Regions from separate parts of the Sus scrofa genome. Here region 1 is linked to region 2. The links are chromatin contacts, called in public HiChIP or PLAC-seq maps. All regions are on one chromosome and are shown on one strand. Each heading gives the region's core, a stretch centred on a gene start, on an enhancer-like site or on the middle of the called end of the contact. The rest is flanking DNA. Distances are from core to core; before and after follow the strand shown. Region 1 holds the start of HMGCS1 (3-hydroxy-3-methylglutaryl-CoA synthase 1). Region 2 holds the start of NIM1K (serine/threonine-protein kinase NIM1).

What was found. HiChIP or PLAC-seq counts read pairs in DNA pulled down with a chosen protein or histone mark.
Region 1: a contact with region 2 is called in an H3K27ac HiChIP or PLAC-seq map of skeletal muscle. The contact joins the promoter of HMGCS1 here to the promoter of NIM1K in region 2. A contact is called at or near these places in 1 of 47 Hi-C or Micro-C datasets (embryonic fibroblasts) and 2 of 2 datasets of contacts at active chromatin or transcription factors (alveolar macrophages and skeletal muscle).

Annotation. Positions count from the first base shown.
Region 1 is chr16:27,955,355-27,959,922 of Sscrofa11.1, forward strand. It overlaps HMGCS1 (3-hydroxy-3-methylglutaryl-CoA synthase 1), which reads right to left and starts at 1,842. Exons shown (of 11, transcript NM_001252215.1): 1 at 1,785-1,842. It overlaps LOC106508153 (a long non-coding RNA gene), which reads left to right and starts at 2,075. Exons shown (of 3, transcript XR_001304747.2): 1 at 2,075-2,197.
Region 2 is chr16:27,856,021-27,860,644 of Sscrofa11.1, forward strand. NIM1K (serine/threonine-protein kinase NIM1) reads left to right here and starts at 2,088. Exons shown (of 5, transcript XM_021077039.1): 1 at 2,088-2,279.

The DNA.
Region 1 (4,568 bases), core at 592-3,091, 99 kb after region 2:
CGTTGCTGTGGCTGTGGCGTAGGCCAGTGGCTATAGCTCCGATTAGACCCCTAGCCTGGAAACCTCCTTATACCGAGAGTGTGCCCCCCGCCAAAAAAAAAATCTCAAAATCAATCACACAGTTAAGAGAAACAAGATGTAAAAGCATCTTAGAGGAATATTTAAGAAAAATAAAAATATAAAAATAAAAAATGAGGCCCAGAATTAGCCCAATAGATGACGTGGCCTTCTATGGTCCCAAACACAATATCCATTTAACTCTCCCCACTGGAAATACTTTTTGAGAACTGGCATTACTAACTAAACCAAACTAAACTGAAACCGATTAAAGGGCAGATTTACAAACTTAGACCAACAAAGTTTAGACACAGAAAAGAAAGTCTTTCTCCTTTCCCATAAGATACACCATTATCCTGCTCTCCTTATCCACACAAAAATAACTGAACTTTTAAAAATAAAGAACACAAACTGCCTAGACGTCTCAAGCTACAAAGAACCATTTGGCACCGATACAGGCTAAGGACTTTCAATTTGCCTTCTAATAGAAATCTATGCAATAAAAGTCCAAACTCCACCTCAGAAGGAAAAATCTGCTAACTATACAAGCACTTCCATTTGTCTTAATTTTGTCATTTATTTTTCCATTGTTTTTCATGATTCATCCCTGGAATAGAGCGAATGCTACTTAGCAGCAGGCAGAACACATCATCCTGCAGCCCGTTGGCAAGAGCACGGGGAGTGGGGAGTGGGGAGCGGAGAGCTTCAGTTGAGGTGAGCAAAGAAGCCTGTGATGCGCTAAAACCAAGGTCCTAGGGCAAACACGACCAGCTGGGACAGCCCCACTTTACCTGTTGTCCACATCTTTCCTCCAGGCTGGGTCAGAGTAATCCTTTCTCTACCACCAGTCAGGGCAGGACACACATTTTTCAAAGACTCCATATACTGAGCTTTGAAATGTCCTTGGTTTAAGTCAAAACCTATTGTGCGTGAACACTCTGTAGGTGCCTCCCCCTTACTTCTTATCAAGTCAGGCTAGTCCTGAAGTCATTAGCAGGAGGGAGACAAGAAACATCAAGGAAACCTATTTGTTTTTAATGGGCATTAAAAATACGTAGGCGAGAACGTGGCAGACGGCAATCTGCTATATTTGAAGCAGGCACAGGCCGAAGCAGTCAAAAGCCCAAAGTGCTCAGCCAGGTAAAATCACTGTTGTGATGCCCTGTCGCACCTGAGCTAGAGAAGGAGTAATGCTACCCAGCTCACTTCCTCCCGGTAAATATGCCAGGAGGACACACCCCCTGCCAACCTACAAGCCTCCAAGTGTGATCTTCCCCATGCTTCTGTGTCCACCCTAAGCCAAGTCTCCAGGACCACCCCCCCCACCACTGCCTCGCCGCAACCCATCTCCTTTCTCGTCCCCCTCATGTGCCCCCCTCCCATCCTCTCAAGGCGGTCACAGCCACTTCTCTGGCACCTCCAGCTCCTGAATGACTGTCATCAGAACCCTAGCCCTCAACGCCCTCTACCCTCTGCGACTCGCCTGCCCACATCAGTGGGCCCCGGTCCCTCCTAGGACCTGCCGCGGTGGGCCTCCGCAACTTGGCACGGCTCCCCATCCTCCGCTCACGGCTCCCCATCCTCCCGGGCCGGGTCTAGCCTCAGCCCTGACCCGGACGGAGCCAGAGCTCCTTCGGGCCTAGTCAAGGACACCGACTCCGCGGAGCCCTCACCGTGCCCACGGGGCCTCAGCAGCCCAAGTCTCCTTCTCCGCGCGGGACACTCACCCAAATGTGACCCGGCGGTGGCCGTGGAAAAATAACGACCAACGGATGGGGAGTACGCGGCGCTTCCCCTCTGCCACCAGCTTTATAGTGGCCGACCCACCCGACTCCGGCACCGCCGGGAGTCTCTGGGAGGTGGGACAGTGGCTCCAGCAGCCAATCGCGGAGGGCAGAGTAGCCTGGCAGCGCCCGTCCCCCAACCCAGCTTCAACCAATCCAAAGGAAACTAGAGGCGGGATTTTCCCTCGTGGCTTCAAGGGCGGGGGAAGGGGCGGGGACAAAGCCAGAGGGCAAGGAAGTGGGGTGAGAGAGTGACGTGTGGTGGCCCGAGAGCCGGCCTACCAATGACAGAGCGGCGAGACACGGCGAGAACCAACAGGAGCGGAGTGAGAGGTTCTCCACCCAATTGGAGCCGTGTGAGTAGAGATGCGGGCCAATGAAACCTTCGCGTCCCACCACTGGGGCGAGATGGTCAAGTGAGGGAGGCAAGTCTTCCTTGTCGACGAGTCTGTCAGGTTGCCTAGCAACCAGAGCTAGGATTCGCCTATAAGATTTCTGAAATACTTGATTTTAGTTCAATCTTAACGTTTTCTAGTTTCCCAGAGCAGCCAAGTGCTCCAGCATTACAAGTTGGAGCAGAATATGTCACTAAAATTTGTAAATTGGCAAATATTTACATAACAGGTTCTAAATACCAGATTTGCAGATACTCAGTAGTGTCACGTCTATACAAAACTCCCTTAACTGTATTATTGGGACAGTTCTTCCTAATTAAAACTAAAATGTGATGGTTTGGGGTTAGACACCAGTGAAGAGGGTAAGGGGCCTTGCCTAAGCAGGGAGTAGGTCCTTATTCTGGGATTTTTGCTAGCCCATACACTCTGAGGGAATGGGCTCCATCTGGCCCATTTCTCACTATCTTCTGAGTTTATGTGGTACTTGACTAATAAAAGGTTGTTGAAAGAAGGAAAAGGGCCCCAAATTCTCAGTAAGTCCACAGGGTATTGACTACCTAGTTTCCTCAGAAAATATAGAGGAGCATGTCAAGCTGGAGGAAATCACTCAAGCACTGGGAGAATCCAAAGGAGGACAATTATGGCCTTAAATTAGACTCTGCCTCATCTCAGATAGAGAAATGGTAGTACTTAGTCTTGATGGGAGACCATGAGAGGTTCAGAGTTGTTTCTGTCTCTCTCTCCTCCTCAGTTTCATTATGACCCAGAAAAGCAGTTGATAAGAGGACTTTGATGATTCTATGCAGCACACAACTTCTATTATGTGAAATTCATTATCCGCTATAGATACTAACCTAGTAAGAGACATTCTTAGGAAAGTGGCAAAATATATTGGTAATGGAGCCACTATGAAGTAGTGGCATAAATTATTTGGGAGAGAGGACCACTTGATAATGGTAATACTCCACAGCGTTGCCCATGACATTCTATTCCAGAATCAATATCATTAATACCTTCGTAAAGTAGGTGATAAAAAGAGAGAAACACTGCTTGACTGTGACCAACACCAGTTCTGAGGGCAGATTTAAACATTCTTAGCATGTTAAAATGCATTGAAAGGTATTAAGGACAACCACTAGAAAGAAGATAAGGCTTTGTCCTTAGAAAGGGATAACAGTTCCAACCCCAGGAGTACAAAATACGAAATGATTAGCCAGATAGTCTTATTATCATCTTGCACAACAGGAAATTCCCACAGGTTCAGATTGTCTTTTTGATCAAATTAATCTCCAGTGAAACAAGGTGAGCATGGTTTTTGGTTATTGGGAAGTCAAGCAACAGACAACAAAATGGATTAGTAATTAAATATAGAACATCTCAAGTGAACTTTTAAAAATAAGCCTTTTCTATTCTGTGGAATATAGAATTATACCAGATTATGGATTATACCAGTCTACACAAATATTAGCTAGGGTCCATGCAACTGAGGACAAAATATACCTATATTTATTTTGGCAGGGGCTGCAAGTTTTTTGGAGCTACACTTTAACATAAGCATGTCATACTTGAATGTGCACTTTTAAGATATGTTAATATGTATGTTTCATTATATTGTTTCTAGATTTAATGCCACGTAGTACTAGTAAAGCACTGTGGCTGCCATACATCAAAGAGAAAGTATAATTTATTATTCTGCCCTACTCTGAAAGGAACAAAAGTTTCTCAAGATGTAATGATAACATTTAGCGTTATAAATTCACCCATTGAACGCACATTTACTTTTTACTCTGTGACAGATTGTGCTAACCTGTGCTATCCGATAAGGCAACTACTAGCTACATATTATTCCTGAACACTTAAAGGGTGGCTATTCCAAAGTGAGCTATACTGTAAGTGGAAACTACACACCAAATTTTAAAGACTTAATTACCAAAAAAGGGAACTATCTCTAATAATTTTTACATTAATTACTCCTTGTAACAGTATTTTAGTTACATTGGGTTAAGTAAAATACAATATTAAAATTAACTTTATCTGTTTTTTAAGTTTTTAGTGTGGCTGCTAAAAAATGTAAACCCACATATGCAGCTCCCATTTGTGGCTCCCATTCAAGCTAGACAGTAGGAAGACGCAACTGAAAGACAGATGCAGTTTATAGTCTAAAGATGGAGGAGAGAATAATAAACACAGCAAAGAGTTGACTTTCCAGCCTCTATCTTACTTGATAAATGGTAGGAAAAGATGGGACAAGAGGAATCTTCAAATGTGTCAGTTAAAGCTATCTCTCTTCAGGTTTAAACAGCTTTATTTTGCCTAACTATTCTGTCAGTTC
Region 2 (4,624 bases), core at 838-3,337:
CATCATAAGTGACTAGATATAGTTCCCAGTGCTATACAGCAGGATCAAAGAGTATATTTTTAAATATGCAAAGGTTTATCTTGTACTTTATTGTTTTAGAGAGAAAGAATGATGGCATGTATTATTTTAAGACTACTCTTTTTTTTTTTTTTTTTTTTGGTCTATTTTGGGTCACCCCCACCGCATATGGAAGTTCCCAGGCTAGGAGTCAATCGAGCTGTAGTTGCGGGTCTACACCACAGCCACGGCAACACCAGATTCAAGCTGTCACATCTGTGACATACATCACAGCTCACAGCAATGCCAGATTCTTAACCCACTGAGCGAGGCCAGGGATCAAACCCATGTCCTCATGGATACTAGTCATATTCGTTATGGCTGAGCCATGACGGGAACTCCTTAAAAGACTATTCTTTTTAAGAATAATCCTTTGGTCTTTTGAGGAGAAAGTCTCCCTTTAAAGACACACTTTTATCACAGAGAAACTTTATCCTACACAGGTAGATGACAACTCTCATAAAACAAGGAAGCAATTATTCCAGATTCTTGCTTTTCCTGTCAGTCTCAGTGGTCAAATTCGTGGATTCGTGGAGCTGTCCAAGGTTTTATTTCTTGCCGTTTTTGTTCTGGCTCCTTTAATCATCATTCAAAGAGGCAGCAGAGGGAAGTGAGGAAGTGCACCAGACTCCAGTCAGACTGCCGGGTTTGAATCCCAAAACCAGCACTGAACAAGTCATACTGCGACACTGAGCAAGTCAAATAACCTTTCTAGGTCTCATTCTCCTCATCTGTAAAAACAGGGATGCTAATAAGAGCACCTAACTTAAAAAGTTATTATGAGGATTTAATCAGTTACTCTTTGTGAAAGCATTTATAACAATGTCTGTAGGTAGCAAAAACAGGAATCTTTGGGTTCTCTAATTTCTACCATAAGAAGGTTTTTAGGAGTTTCTGTCTTGGCGCAGTGGAAAGGAAACCTACTAGGAACCATGATCTTTCAGGTTCGATCCCTGGCCTTGCTCAGTGGGTTCAACATCCAGTGTTGCCGTGAGCTTCCATGTAGGTCGGCTCGGATCTGGCATTGCTGTGGCTCTGGTGTAGGCCTGCAGATACAGCTCTGATTAGACCCCTAGCCTGGGAACTTCCATATGCTGCACCTGCAGCCCTAAAAAGACAAAAAAAAAAAGGTTTTTAAACTTAGGTTACTTTTCTCCTCAGCTCTTTTGCTTTTGTAAATATGCCCTGGCAACTGTGAATCCAGGATAGAGCAACATGAGGAGGTGGAGAGTGCTCACTGAGCTGTGACCTAAGGTCCCTAGTCTTGGCTCTACCATTACGCAGCTGTGTGACCCTGACTAAGTTAACTGACTTCTCTGTCTTCAATTCCCTCCTCTGTAAAATGAAGGAGTAAATCACCTCAATGCTTTAGTATTCGGTGGGTCACATTCCCTCTTTGTTTGTAAACTGGAAGTTTGACATCTACCATTAGCCAGAGGGTCACAGCTGGGGGGCACACAGGAAAGTGGAGATCCACTGCCTAAGTGCCACCAAAGGAGCCAGGCCAAATGTTTGAGAGGAAATCAGGGCAGAGGGTGGCATTGGCACTTCTTTCTGCAGAGCCTAAACCCTGCCAGACTCACCCGAAGGAGCTCTCACGGTGGTTTGCTAGAAAACTCCCTTTAGTTGGGAAGATTACCGGGTCGAGACTCCCAAGGACACAGAAACCTTTTTGATCAAGAGTATGAAGCGGCTCAGTATGAGGCGTGACTTGATGGGAGCAGTGTCAACCTTCTTTCGGCTGTGTCGCAGTTTCCCGTCCGTGCTCTAGGAGGGGTTCTCTCTGTGGCAGGGCCAAAACCCCCTCCTCGGGAGTCTGCGATGGGTGCCCCTGCAAAGCCAGCTCCCCTTCCTACAGCCCCTCCCTCCTTGCTGCCATAGAAACCAGACTAGAGGTCCAGGCCCGCGCCCAGTTGCCCAACCGGCCTCCCGGTCCCAGCTCTCCCCTCCCCCTCCTCCTCCCCCAGGCCAGCCCCCCTCTCCGGATTGGTCCTTCGGGAAACGCTGTGGGGCCCCTCGGTCCCCTTGGCGGAGCCGAGCCGCGCCGGCGCGCCGGGTTTGCAGCGGCCGCGGTCAGTCAGGTCAACCGCCCCTGACAGCTCCGGGAGCCTCCCGCCCCGCCGCTGCGCCCGGGCACCCACGCAACCCCCGCGCCAGCGCCAACCACCCGGAGCGCCTGACCCTGCGCGGCACTGCCAGTCCGCGAGCTGGGTTCGCCCCAGGTAAGCGAGGGCCGCGGGGCTCGCAGCCAGAGCCCGACCTGGTCGCCTCTTCCTCCGAGTAGCTGCAGACCTGGGTGCTGAGGAGGGGCGCCTCCCCTCCTCACAACCTGAGGGGAAAGGGAGACACAACTCCGGGGAGGGGGGGGCAAACTGGGGTCAGGAGAAGGTTACGTGCTTTTGGGGGCGTCCCCTCCCAGGCCCTTCGCGCGCGAGAGGAGAGGGCGTAAGAGGCAGAGTCCAGGGTGGGCCGGCGGTGCGGCGGGTGCCTGGATGACGCGTGCGCCCAGAGGTGTGTGCGCTTGTGTCCCTGAGTCCCGGCTTGGGGTGGGCACCCTTGTCTGTGTGATCGCCCACACGTGAGGCGGGGAGGGCAGCCCAGCGTTTCGCCCCGTGCACACCAGCTGCGCGCCACCAGCCCCAGCCGGAGCGAACCCAAAACTCGAGAGTTTGTAACCAGGGCGGGGGAACCTGCGTGATCCTGACTTGGCGGTGGGCGGTGGAGACAACTGACAGAGAACGGCCGCGGCCCAGAGGAATGAACCCTCCGCCACACCCCACACGGCTTTGTGCCCTGAAGATGCTTCTTTTGAAAGACTGGGCAAGTAGGGAGAAGCTGTCTCCTCTAACCTGAGGTCCCTTCAGGAATATTGGGAGCTCGAGAATTCCGGGGTACCACCCGGAGAGGATCGCAACAGGGTCTTTAAAACGCCATTTCTCATCAGCTTTTGTGTGCCTGACAGTATCTGAGTGGATGAAGAGGTCAAGGCAACGGATAAAGGTGCTTTTAGTCCTAACACGGGCATCGAAGGTTCAACCGGTGCACTTTTTTCGTCCCTTTCCTCTGTCCCTCCTCCTCAGTTCCTCTCAGCTTTTTTCCCCCTCTCCGCACCCCACCCTCGCCGTTTTCGTCCTCCGGAGTTTATTAGACAAGAGGGTTCTCTATTAGACCCACCCTCCCCCACCCCATTGCTCACCCATTTCAAACCGAGATTGAATGAACCACGTTCTAAGCTCTCACCCGTGCAATCCAGACAAGTTTGGAAATTAAATAAATCGTCTTTGCAGTCGAGGTTGCGGGAAGCCAAAAGGGAGACAAAACCAGACCGAAAAATCGATTCCGAGTTAAGTCAGGATTGGAAAGAGGAATCTAAAATGAGTATTTGTTTATGGCAATATGGTGGGTTTTTTTTTTTTAATGTTTGAAAAATATGTGTCGCTCAAGCTTGCATCATCAGTATTCAATGTGATTCACAGAAGAGCTTCAAAAGATGGTTTCTGTTAGTGTTGCAAAAGCACTTCTAATTTCGGTTCCCATGGTAACTGAAGAAGTCTCCCTGCACTGTTGAGACGCTGCCTGACTGGAACCAGGAACTGTTCTTGAGGAGATCTCCCCACCTTCCCTCATGTTACCATGGTAATAATAATTGAGCCTATAAGATACTTGTTTCTTTAAAGTACTAAAAGCCCAGGACATGTTGTTGTTTAATTCTGTCTTTTCAGAGTTTGCAGTTTGTGAAACGGATCTTCCCTCTCAGACAGCTGAGAGTAAACACTGCCCTCCAGCCAATCAGTCCTGCTGGCCCAGATCTCTTCTCACAGCTTACTGCACTAAGGGAGGGAGAGGAGAGTGTTTGATGTTAAAGGAATCCTGGCCGGGGACCAGATAGCTCTCCCCATTTAGCAATAAATTTGGAATCCTAATTAGCTTTCTAATTAGGAGATGGGGGATGTAGGTGGGAGGCCCAGAAAGAGGCTAATAGGGAAAAAGCTAAGTCCAGCTCTCCATGGACTGGTGTTTTGTGTGGTGTTGAATTTGCCTAGTAAAGTCCTCATGTGTTTATTTTTGGCTTGACCACTGTTAAGTGGTAAGCCTGAGAAAATCTTTTGAGAGGCCTCCTTCTGTGCTAGGAAAAAAATGTGGATAGATATTTAGTTTGAGGTGTGTGCTTTTTTCCCCAATAACTATCTGTATTTAAAATAAAGGCCGTTTTGTGTGAAATCTAAATTTCCCAGTAATAACTACAGATAGGCCATCGAGTCTATTTTTATGCTCTTGGTTTAGCCTTAGGTTTTCAGTTAAGAAGGTTTAATTTGGGTGGAGAGATGGTCTCATTTAAATACTTTTATTAGTAAGTGTTGATGTCTTTAAAGGACTATATTTTTTACACATCCACAATTCCTGAGCATTAAATCCTATAAATTAAACTTATATGTTGATAGCACATAATTGGAAAATTTGAAAACCCCAGACTTAGAGCTTAAAAAAAGAACTTGTCATAGTAAATTAATGTTTTAGCCAAATATCTTGTTCCATTTTGAGAAATGTGAAAAATAAAATATAATGT